3 separate regions of the Mus musculus genome follow, and all the other regions are linked to region 1. The links are chromatin contacts, called in public HiCAR-type and promoter capture Hi-C maps. All regions are on one chromosome and are shown on one strand. The core of a region is the stretch at or near the end of the contact, and the rest is flanking DNA. Distances in the headings are between cores, read along the strand shown.

Region 1 (3,388 bases), core at 501-3,000:
AGACAACTGTGAAATTATTTCAAAGAGCTCTTTATCCCAAACTGAAAACATACTACACCAAAAGCAGGACTCAAAAGGAATGAACCATAATGCTTAATATACTTGAAAACACAAAAGGTTGTGTTCCTTTGTGACTGGGGAAGAAAAAGAATGTCACTGTGAGCCAACTACATGCCTGAGAATTCCAAGTCTTACCTAGGTACAAGGATGCATTGTCTTTCTTGACGTTGTCATCTAAATAGGTTGGTCCCAGGGTGTAAATCGGTGTAGAGCCCATTCCAATGAGAACCTGTGCACAAACGAATAAAGCCACGTAGATCCAGTGACTATTTCCTCCCGAGTCCTTGGGACAGGGAGGAGGCTCCAAGATGGCTGTGGAGTTGCCATTCTGACAAAGGCCATCGTTGGAGGCCGAAGCGTTCAACTCTTGGATTTGATAGGGGGGTGAGATAAAGTGAGGTAAAGCGAAGAGCGCAGCCCCGATGGCAATAAGAAGTCCACCCACTGCCAGCCATAGGGGCCTTCGCCCACGGCCACCAAAGTAGCTGACGAACACCACCACCACCAGGTTTCCTATATCAAAGCAGCTGACCAGCAGCCCTGACTCAGAACTCTTCAAGCTATAGCGCCTTTCGATGGTGGTGATGACACTGCTCAGGTACCCAGAGACCATTAACGCCTGGATGAAAGTCAGAAAACACATGCACACTAAGAAGCAGCGAGAATCCGTAAGGACCACGTAGAGACACCTTCTCTCCTGGAGTGTGGCCAAAGTGGAAGATACTGACACAGTTTTGCTGGGGTCCATCCTGTGGTTACAGTCCATGAGTTCCGTTGTAGTGCCTGCCGAAGTGGATGGAGCAGAAGGGCTGGGGACTATCAAGTTCCGTCCTAGATGCGTCTCCTGGCGACCTGGAGCTTCATTGCAACCCAAGGCCAGTTTGCCATCTGCATTCCCAGCACTGAAATTCTGCCGGCAGGAGGCGCTGTGCAGGACCGGTAAACTCTTAGACCTGAAGGACTCTGACTCGCACTTCTCTTGGACAGCTCCAACCGAAGACGGTGCCTCTAGCTGCTGTTGGGCCCGAGACTGCGCATCCCCTTCGTCCATGGCTCTTAAAATGTGATCGCTGATTCCATATAAGGCCTCCGGCACTTTTCATCCACCTGAACGAGGGGCTGATGCCCGGCCCACTCAGTCGTCTCCTCCTGAGACCCGGGCTGGGGATGGCAGAGCCTGGAAGCAAAACATCTCAGCAGCAGGGAGGTGCCCAGAGCATCCTGACCCGAGGCACAACAAGAAGCCACCTTGTACCGGGGGAGGTAAAGGTCCACGCGGTCCTTCGAGGAGTCCTGCTTGGTGTCCACTCTCAGGGATAGCTCGCGGTAGGCGCTTTGCGCGTCCGGTGCTCATCCCCTCCGCCGCCGCCTCTCAGACGGTGGCCAGAAGCTAGAGCGACCTGGGCCCAGTGTGGGGTCTCTTAGCGCAACTGTCCGAACAACATCCCACTTTGTGGCTCCAGGGGTGTTCGGTGCCCACCGCAAGGCTTGTGACACACAGGGTCGTGAAGCTGCCGACCTGTAAAGCAGAGAATTGATGGTCAGAGGGACGGATGCACTTGGGGCTGGCAACCCGGGGTCCGGTGACTAGTGCTAAGTAACCTCGTGGACCCCAGAGGGACCGAGGTGCTAGCCAGGAGCTGAACCGTGCAGGAGGGACCTGCAGAGACTGCAGCCTCAAGTCCCGGAACAATGAGCAGCAGGCGGTCCGCCAAGACTCTCGCTCATTGTCTGCGGCGGGCCTGCCCCCGCCCCGCCCCTTTTGCCTTAAACAGTGCGTTTGCTTTTATATGTTAATAATTATCAGCCTGGCAGCTCTGACTCAGAAGGCAGTGTCTTTTATTCGAGTGAACTAATAGCAACCTTCTGGTACTCCTACTCCATGACTCAAAATAGAAGATTCCCAGAAGAACAAAGGAAAGTTTTTTTTTTCCTTTTACAAGCACACAATACATTCCTGGTCTCAAATTTTAAAATACATTTTTAAGCGGTAGAAAGAAAACTACGTGTAGAAATATGTGTGCACACTTGTACACTGGCACGTGTGCGCGACGAGATGTGAATGCGTCCGCTCCATCAAACACCTACTTAAAGTCAAAGACAGCGCGTGGGGGGAGGGGATCAACATGCTTGCGTGGTTATTCTCTACACTAAAAATAGCCCCTTGCCGGAAAGAACTATATTCAATTACAAGTAACGAGGGCATTCGAGGCTGTGGCCCACGTTAAGTCCCAGAGCGCAAGGTTGAGCGAAACCGAAAATCAATTTGCTTTGCAAATGGTTGAGTGAAGCCACACCAAACAAAGAGACGCTGGCAAGCTGGCACAGCGTGCGCGGGGAGCCCACCGAAACGGCTCAACACAGGCACGCCGGCCCGGAGGTGTGCTATTTGCCAAGCACACCCTGAGAGCGTGAGGTGTGCGAAGGCCTGAAGTATAACACACACACACACACACACACACACACACACACACACACACACACGAGTTCACTTTGTGCGAGCCAGCGCTTGGTTTGAATTCAGCGAGCGCTAATACAGGTGCGCCTCCGCTGTAAACCCCATCCCTAATCTTGGGGAACCCTATACTCCTCCTGCCCCGGCGGCGAAGTGCACCAGATGGGAGGCATTGGGGTTCTGCTGCGTTGGGTTTCGTTCTGAGCTTTTGTGATGCTGCTGCGAAAAGAAAAAAGATGAGAGAGGCGGCTACAACATCTCCCAGTATTGTTCAGGACCGGACTGCCAGTGGCTTGCAAGCCGGCACTTGGGCTCCGCCCGCTCACCCCTGCGCCTTCCCGGGGAACTCCACCCGTGGCTGCACGCCGAGCTGGGGAATCCCGGCGTCGGAGCCCCTGGCTGAGGGAGCAGCCGCATCGCGACGCAGACTCGCATGGGATGGACACGCGGATCCCCGCCCCGAGCTCTCGGAACCAACGCGGAATCCTAGGGACATCCCCTCCGCGCGCGCGCACGCACACACACACACACACACACACACACACACACACACACACAGCCGGTGGGAGGACAGAACCGCCAGGCACAGCTCGCCGCTCTGCTAGGCGCACAAGCTTTCGCAACTCACTAGCGAGGGTGACGACCAATCTGCCGGGCTGGGAGAGGATCAGCCGCTGTAGGACGGCAGCGGTGGGGGAAGATGGGCCAGCCGCCTGCGGAGACCGTCTCGGTCCCGCCGCCGAGAAATCAGGGAGTGAGACTGCGAGTCGAGCTGGCTAACTCTTCCCCCAACCTCTGGCCTGTCACCCAAGCCTCTTCTCCCCAGGCAGACACACACGCACAGAGACGCGCCAGGACCGGAGCAGCAGAGGG
Region 2 (3,388 bases), core at 516-3,015, 2.8 Mb after region 1:
CTTGATGAGCAGAGACTCTCTATGGTTTAAGAGCTTTATTATAGAAATGCAGGAGAAAGAGAGAAGAGAGAGGGGGGGGGGCGGGCTAGAGAGAAAGAGAGTAAGAGGGAGAGAGGAGAGGAGACGAGACGAGAAAACAGAGAGGAGAGAGGAGAGAAGACAAAGAGAGGAGAGATGGTGAGAGTGAGGGGTAAGAGGGAGACAAGAGTAAGCAGTAAGAGCGTAACAGCCCTTTTTATGTTCTTTACTGTTGTTAGGTAACTGGGGAGGAGTTGAGCCTGAAGGTCAAAAGCTAGGGCCATTGCCTACGTGACTACTGAACATGCTTCTCTTGTGGGGGCTGTGTGTGTGTGTGTGGGGGGGGGGGCGGTAACTTAGGCAGGAGCCAGAGTTCCAGGAGCATGAGGGAACGCCTACTGTGTCATGAAGGTGCATTATGACCATCGGGGTTAAGACCTCAGCTCAACTGGAGACCAACCTGCAATTCCCCACAGGGTAGAACCCCCAAATAATATTTACTGCAACACCATCTCTAGAGCCTGGGGGTAATATGCCCTCATGGTCATGAAAGACCCACAATGTGAGGGCTCCCCCACGTTCTGACTCAGGAGAGGCGACACCCCAAAATCACCCACAAGAAACGGGTCTTGCTGCAAATTGCAAGAGGATTTTTTATTCAAGAGCGCTCTCGGGCCCATGGTCATACACCACGCAGGGGTAGAGGACCGTGGCGCCCCAGTAGCTGGGTAAGGGGGTATTTAAAGGAAGAAACCGAAACTCAAGGAAGTGGGGAGGGCGTTGTTGGAAGATACCAAAGATACCAGTTAAGAGTCACAAGGAAGTGTAAAGTTAATAGAGTCACAAGGAATACCTGGTAATTGTTAACTCTCAAGACAGCTTCTAAGAGCCCCTAACAATAGCACATTTGCATTGCAGGTTCTGGTAATGGCCAGGGTGACTTTCTTTGAATGAGCACTCTTTGAACCCAGGAAGCGGGTGGGTAGAGGAATGTCGCTATCTCTTTTATGATTAGCATACCTTTACAAAGGCCACATTCCCAAGCCTGGGCCTAAAGGCCTAGAATTCTGTTTTTACGTTGTTATACTTTCATTCAATGCAAACATTGTACAGTAATAGTGATCAAAATGTGGTCCTGGGACTAACAGTCTCAGCATTCATGGGGAACTGACTAGACTTGCGAATTCCAGGGTCAGCACCATCCTACCCGCTCACCCCAGGCAGAACTTTAGTGAAAAATCAGAGCCCAGCAATTTCAGCTTTAATAACCCCGGATTTCAATAAAATGAACACATAGGGTAGAAAGACAGTGTGATTACAGTGTAACAGGGTTAAATGCTCATGTTTATGGCGACAAGTTAAAATTTCTGGTGCTGCTGCTGCCATAACGCTCAAGTGCTCCAGGCTGGCCTAGACTTTGTAGTTGAAGATGGCCCTAATTCCTAATCTTCCTGTCTCCACCTCCTGAGTGCTGCTGGGATTATAGACGCGCAGTGCCATGCAGTCAAAATCTGCAGTCAAAAACCTCTCGGTTTTAACTACCCTGTTTCCAGCGCAGATTGCATTTTTTAAAATGTATCTTAGCCTATCATCCAGAAGCTACACTATCCAAAACGCCTGGGCTCGGATCGACAAGGAATTTAGCAGTTCTCAGCCAATCGGAAGCCAAGCTCCAGCCACTAGCCCACCCTAGCGATGCGATTGGCTGACTTCCACGCCCACCGCGAGCAAATCAGCGCACGGCGCCAGCTGAGGCACGGCGAGCGCTTTCGGTTTAACATGGCGGAGACGGTCTCCTCAGCGGCCCGGGACGCGCCGAGCCGTGAGGGCTGGACAGATTCGGATTCTCCAGAGCAGGAGGAGGTGGGAGACGACGCGGAGCTGCTCCAGTGCCAGCTTCAGCTGGGGACCCCGAGAGAGATGGAGAACGCGGAGCTTGTGGCTGAGGTGGAGGCCGTGGCTGCGGGCTGGATGCTCGACTTCCTCTGCCTGTCTCTGTGCCGAGCCTTCCGTGACGGCCGCTCCGAGGACTTTCGTCGTACTCGTGACAGCGCCGAGGGTGAGTGCGGGCTCCCGGGCCGGAGGCTGCGTCGCGGCCGAGACCTGCTTGCCCCGCACACACCGGGGCGGGATCCCAGGCGGGAGACGGCGCGAAACCGGCCGCTTCCTGTTTGCTGGAAGTCCTGGCTCCCGCCCCCACGCCTTCCGCGTCCCCTGGACAGAATGTTTGTTTGTTTGTTTTAAAGGGAGCCAGCCCAGTTGCTACCGCTGCTTCTGGAGCCAAACTCTAACAGATGAATATAGAAACATTTAAGAAGGGCCGGGATGCGGCTGCCAAGGGAGGTAGTACAGCTTGTCAATGCTTATCTTGCAAGCCAGGGAACCTGCGTTTGATCCCCAGAGCCTATGCCATACACATATACTTACAGCGCTGGGAAGACCGGTGACTAGGGCTCACTGACCCCTGGCCCAACCCAATTTGGCAAGCTTTAGGCCAGTGGAAGGCCAAAAACAAAGGCCTGGGGAGGAAGGATTTTTAAACTCCAGGGGATCAAATTTCCGTCTTTTGGCCTCAACGGGCACTGTATACACATGTTACACAGACAGACGTGCAGGTAAAATACCCATATTCATAAAATAAAAATAAATGAATCTTTTGTTTAAATGTTTAAAAAGTTTGACAGTGCCTGAAAACTCAGACCCAAGTTTGTCTTCTGGCCTGTGTGTTGGTGAGAGACATCCAGGAATATGGTTGGCTTACCAGTGTACATATTCACTGCCAAGTGTATCTTTGTGTTTGTTCAAACACGCCTTTAATCCCAGCACTTGGGAGGCAGAGGCAGGCGGATTTCTGAGTTCCAGGCCAGCCTGGTCTACAAAGTGAGTTCCAGGACAGCCAGGTCTATACAGAGAAACCCTGTCCCGAAAAGCCAACCAACCAAACAAAAAAGAAATAAATGTTATAAAGTTGATTATGAATTGAACAAGTTCAATGGAAACCTTTACATATGTATACTACTTCCTAAAATACAAAGAACTTCATGGTATAAATTGCAAAGTAGTGATTTGATACATTTTATAATTTAGATGTGAATCTTGGTAAAAACAATTTTGAGTATCTGTTTCACATTTGAGTTATGGTTTGTTAGAACAGTAATATTACAACTTTTTAAAGATTTTTAAAAAATTAATTCGAATCTACAGTTCTAAATTTATGATCAGTTTTTGTTGAGTATTATATTAGGGTTCTCTTGAGTAACAACTTTTTAAGAATCCAGTAATGTTCGGTCTATGATGCTTGATATCGCCAGTATATGCCAGAATCCCAAAGTCGACTCCACTGTCAGTGAAGGAATGGACTTGCTCCTGA
Region 3 (3,388 bases), core at 613-3,112, 2.8 Mb before region 1:
ATGGACACACATACTCTAACACAGCAAAGCTTAGTTCTTAAATACTAAAGCTTTAATTTGAATTTCATTTGTTTTTTTACCCTGCCAGGTTACTGAAAACCCTACAGCACACAATAATTTTAAAAGTTCTTAAAACCCTTCCTATCACTCCAATTAATAATGACTTCTTTCAGGACCCAAATATAAATTCAATTTTTGCAACTGTACAATAGTCTTCTCATTCACCTGGAAACGTGTTGTTAGTTACAATAACAAAATGGGAACTTATGACCAATGAAGGGCAAAGGAAGGAACTATTTAAGTCCACTATACTACTACATTAACAACAAAACACCACCAACAAAAAGGACCATTTTTTGGTGGATGTTAAACAAATCCAGTTGATGTTTTTCATATTACTAAGTATTGAGAAAAAAAGGAGGAAGGGCGGCTGTAACATTTGGAGTAAGTTAAATGGTAGTCTTAAGTCAAAACTTAAATGCAAAATTGTCTCTAACCTATCTGGACCCCTTACTTTAGCATAAAGTTAGTTTGTCCCCTTTCAAAAATGTTTTTCAAAAATCACTTTTAACCATTTTCATTTCTTGCAAAGTTGAGCTGCTCTGGTCCAGGGCTATAAACAAAAGGGTAAGCATCACAAATTTATCTGTGTTAAATGTTCTGGCTTCTCCCTTAACAATTCTCTTATTGATGGATGCACTAGACCTACCAAACCTACCGCAAACAAATCGTTATCTGCCTACAATGGTTTTATAGGTATTGTTTGGGATTTGCCCTGCTGTGGCTTCATTACACTAGACCTCTTCTGTCTGAACTATAAATCACAACTGAAGCTTGAGAACAGCTGCCACTGTCCAGACATGTGGCTGGTGGGTGTCATTGTCTTTCTCTTTTCTCTCATTTCACACACACCCCTTTCTGTGTTACCTAAAGTCAATTTATCTAAAGGTTCTTTCCTTCCACATTTCCACACAGACACGGCCACCGCCACCCCCTTAACCTCTAGTCTTGTTCTTCCAGGTCAGCCCAGTAGGTTACATTACTACTCTTTTTTCCTGTAGCTGGGGCAGAGAGATGGCAAACTCGAGGCACCTTTTGCAACCCCCTTTCTCGAGACTGTCAACGAGGGAACAACTTCAACCTTTCTTCCCAAAGTACCACGCCAAATCATAAAGTTATTGTAATTGCAATACGGAACCCTCCCCCACGCTCAGTCTCGTCAGATCGGCCCCACCTCAATTTCTAAGCTAATAAACAACAGCTCATCTTCTGCTCCATCACAAAGGATGACATTCTGTCCGCACCGCAGGGGCCACCAACAACCCTCCCCCCATCCCGTCCTGTGGACCACTCGAAGCCAGGTGCCTCGCGATCCGTAACCATCTCGAGTTCCAGGGGCCCCGGCTGGCCGCCTATCCTCCTCCACTCAGCCGGTGCCCCGCGTCCAGCCGAGTTGCTGTCAACTCCAGTCGGGCGGCCAGCAGGGCTCCCCGGACGAGCCGCCCGCCACGCCGCCCACCTCTCGCGGCCGGCACCCCGCGCCGCGGCCTCCTCCGGGCTCACCTAGGGCCACCTCGCACGCTTTGCGCAGCTGGGAGTGATGCGCCTTCTTCACTTCCTTGTCGGCCAGAATCTTCTCCAGGGCCCGGGTCAGGAACATGTTCTTCGTCTTCTTGCCCTCATACATGGACGCGGAGGAGGCGGCGGCGGCGGCGGTCCCGGCGGCTGGAGGGAAGGCGGAGGAGGGGGACGGGGACCGGGATGAGGACGGGGAGGGAGAAAGGCGAGGAGGTGGCGGTGGGGGCGAGGAGGCGTGGAGGGCAGCGGCGGCACCAGGAAGCGGCCGGCGACGCGGAGCGGCCGCGGGGCCGCCAAGGGCGTCGAAAGCCTCGCCACGCTCGAGGGGCCGCCGTTCGAGGGCCGCGCCCGTCCGGCCTCGGCGCCGTCGGCCCGGGGGTCGCTTCCCGGCCGCCCGCCTCACTCGTCCCTACGGCCCGGCGGCGGCGGCACTCGGCCCGGGCGGCCGTCTTCCCGGGGCCGAGGGCCTAGGTGGCGGCGCCTCACACTGCCAGCAGGCGCGAGGCTGCCCTAGCTACCGTGGGGACCAGCATCCGCCGCAGCCGCCGACTGGCCTCCATCACCGCCGACCTGCCCCGGACGCCATGTTGAGAGGAAACGACGCGTCACGCAGCGGCCGAACGGCTGCGGAGAGGAAGCGGCGGCGGCGGCGGTGCCAGCGCCAGCCCAGAGCTGCCGCGGCGCCGAGAGGCAAGGGGCGGAGGGCGGCGCGGGAGGAGCGGCCGGAGCTGCAACTCTACGGCGGCCCGGCGGGGACTCGCCGCCTCCCGCGTTCGCCTGCAGGGCAGCGTGGGGCGTGGCGGGCGTCCTGCTGCGCGGCACGGCGTGGCGCGGGGCTTCTGCTCTTGCGGGCTACTGGGATGCGTGATCGGAGCACAGGGGCGCTCCCAAGGCCGGGACGACAGGACCCCTGCCTACCGTGCACGGGCTTCCCCAACTTTCTGGACAGCCGGTCGCCGGGGAGCAAAGTTCCTCGCGGTCCTAGGGCCACAGGAACACCCGCGTCGCTCCCTCAGGCGCACCTGGTTTCCGCCTGCCACACGGGGTCTAAATTTCCTTCTCAGGTGTAGGAAATTGCTATCCTTGACCGATACTTTCAATTACTTCAAGATGGATCTCTTTTGCAAAACGTAAGCTAAAAACCACTGGGCGAAGATTCAGGAATATTTTCACTTTTTAAATCTCTCAATAGGGTAAATCAGTAAACCCTAGGTTTCATGCCCTTTTCTGATTGACACTGAAGTTAAGGTGAGTGCTTCTGACTCAGGTACCGCACAGAGCCCTCCCGTTCTCTACCTTTAATCCGGAGTTTTCAGAATGGAAAAGCTTTAAGAACAGATACTCCTGACCATACTGTGCCTGCTTTAATGCCACAGAACTCAAATTTCCGCATTGCTTCTGAGAGAAAACGTTAAGAATCCCATGAAATAAATGCAGCCGGTTTACAGGGGGTTCCATGCTATTGCGTGTCTCCAGCAACATGGGATCCCGGTTAGGATACAGCTTTTGCTTTCTTTTCCTTAGAGTGTGTTAGCTGTGGATTTATATTAATGCAGCAATCAGAATCCAAAGGTGTGAACGCTGCAAAGTGACAAGACTTGAGACGTATGAAAAGCCAAAGGAAATAAAAATGGGAAATCTGAAGGTGACATACAATTAAAATGGACAGATACATCAAAATGTGGTTGTCCTGAGAAATCTACAAATCCATTACCTTCATCTTAAACACTAAAATCTTCGAAATTAGAGATTCATTTTGCTCCTACATCAAATATAATGTACATTCTGTTATACATCAGGGAAACATACT

What was found. Promoter capture Hi-C pulls out the DNA fragments that hold promoters and counts their contacts. HiCAR-type assays count read pairs that join an accessible place to other places.
Region 2: a contact with region 1 is called in a HiCAR-type map of astrocytes, with 4 times the contacts expected there. The contact joins the promoter of Terf1 here to the promoter of Slco5a1 in region 1. A contact is called at or near these places in 2 of 39 promoter capture datasets (embryonic stem cells and pre-B cells) and 1 of 115 datasets of contacts at active chromatin or transcription factors (astrocytes).
Region 3: a contact with region 1 is called in a promoter capture Hi-C map of hippocampal neurons, with 12 times the contacts expected there. The contact joins the promoter of Arfgef1 here to the promoter of Slco5a1 in region 1. A contact is called at or near these places in 2 of 39 promoter capture datasets (hippocampal neurons and pre-B cells), 1 of 484 Hi-C or Micro-C datasets (embryonic stem cells) and 1 of 115 datasets of contacts at active chromatin or transcription factors (astrocytes).

The regions. Positions count from the first base shown.
Region 1 is chr1:12,989,385-12,992,772 of GRCm38.p6, forward strand. Slco5a1 (solute carrier organic anion transporter family, member 5A1) reads right to left here and starts at 1,751. Exons shown (of 9, transcript NM_172841.2): 1 at 196-1,751. The coding sequence starts at 1,111.
Region 2 is chr1:15,803,881-15,807,268 of GRCm38.p6, forward strand. Terf1 (telomeric repeat binding factor 1) reads left to right here and starts at 1,766. Exons shown (of 10, transcript NM_009352.3): 1 at 1,766-2,077. The coding sequence starts at 1,798.
Region 3 is chr1:10,230,808-10,234,195 of GRCm38.p6, forward strand. It overlaps Arfgef1 (ADP-ribosylation factor guanine nucleotide-exchange factor 1(brefeldin A-inhibited)), which reads right to left and starts at 1,863. Exons shown (of 38, transcript NM_001102430.1): 1 at 1,564-1,863. The coding sequence starts at 1,687.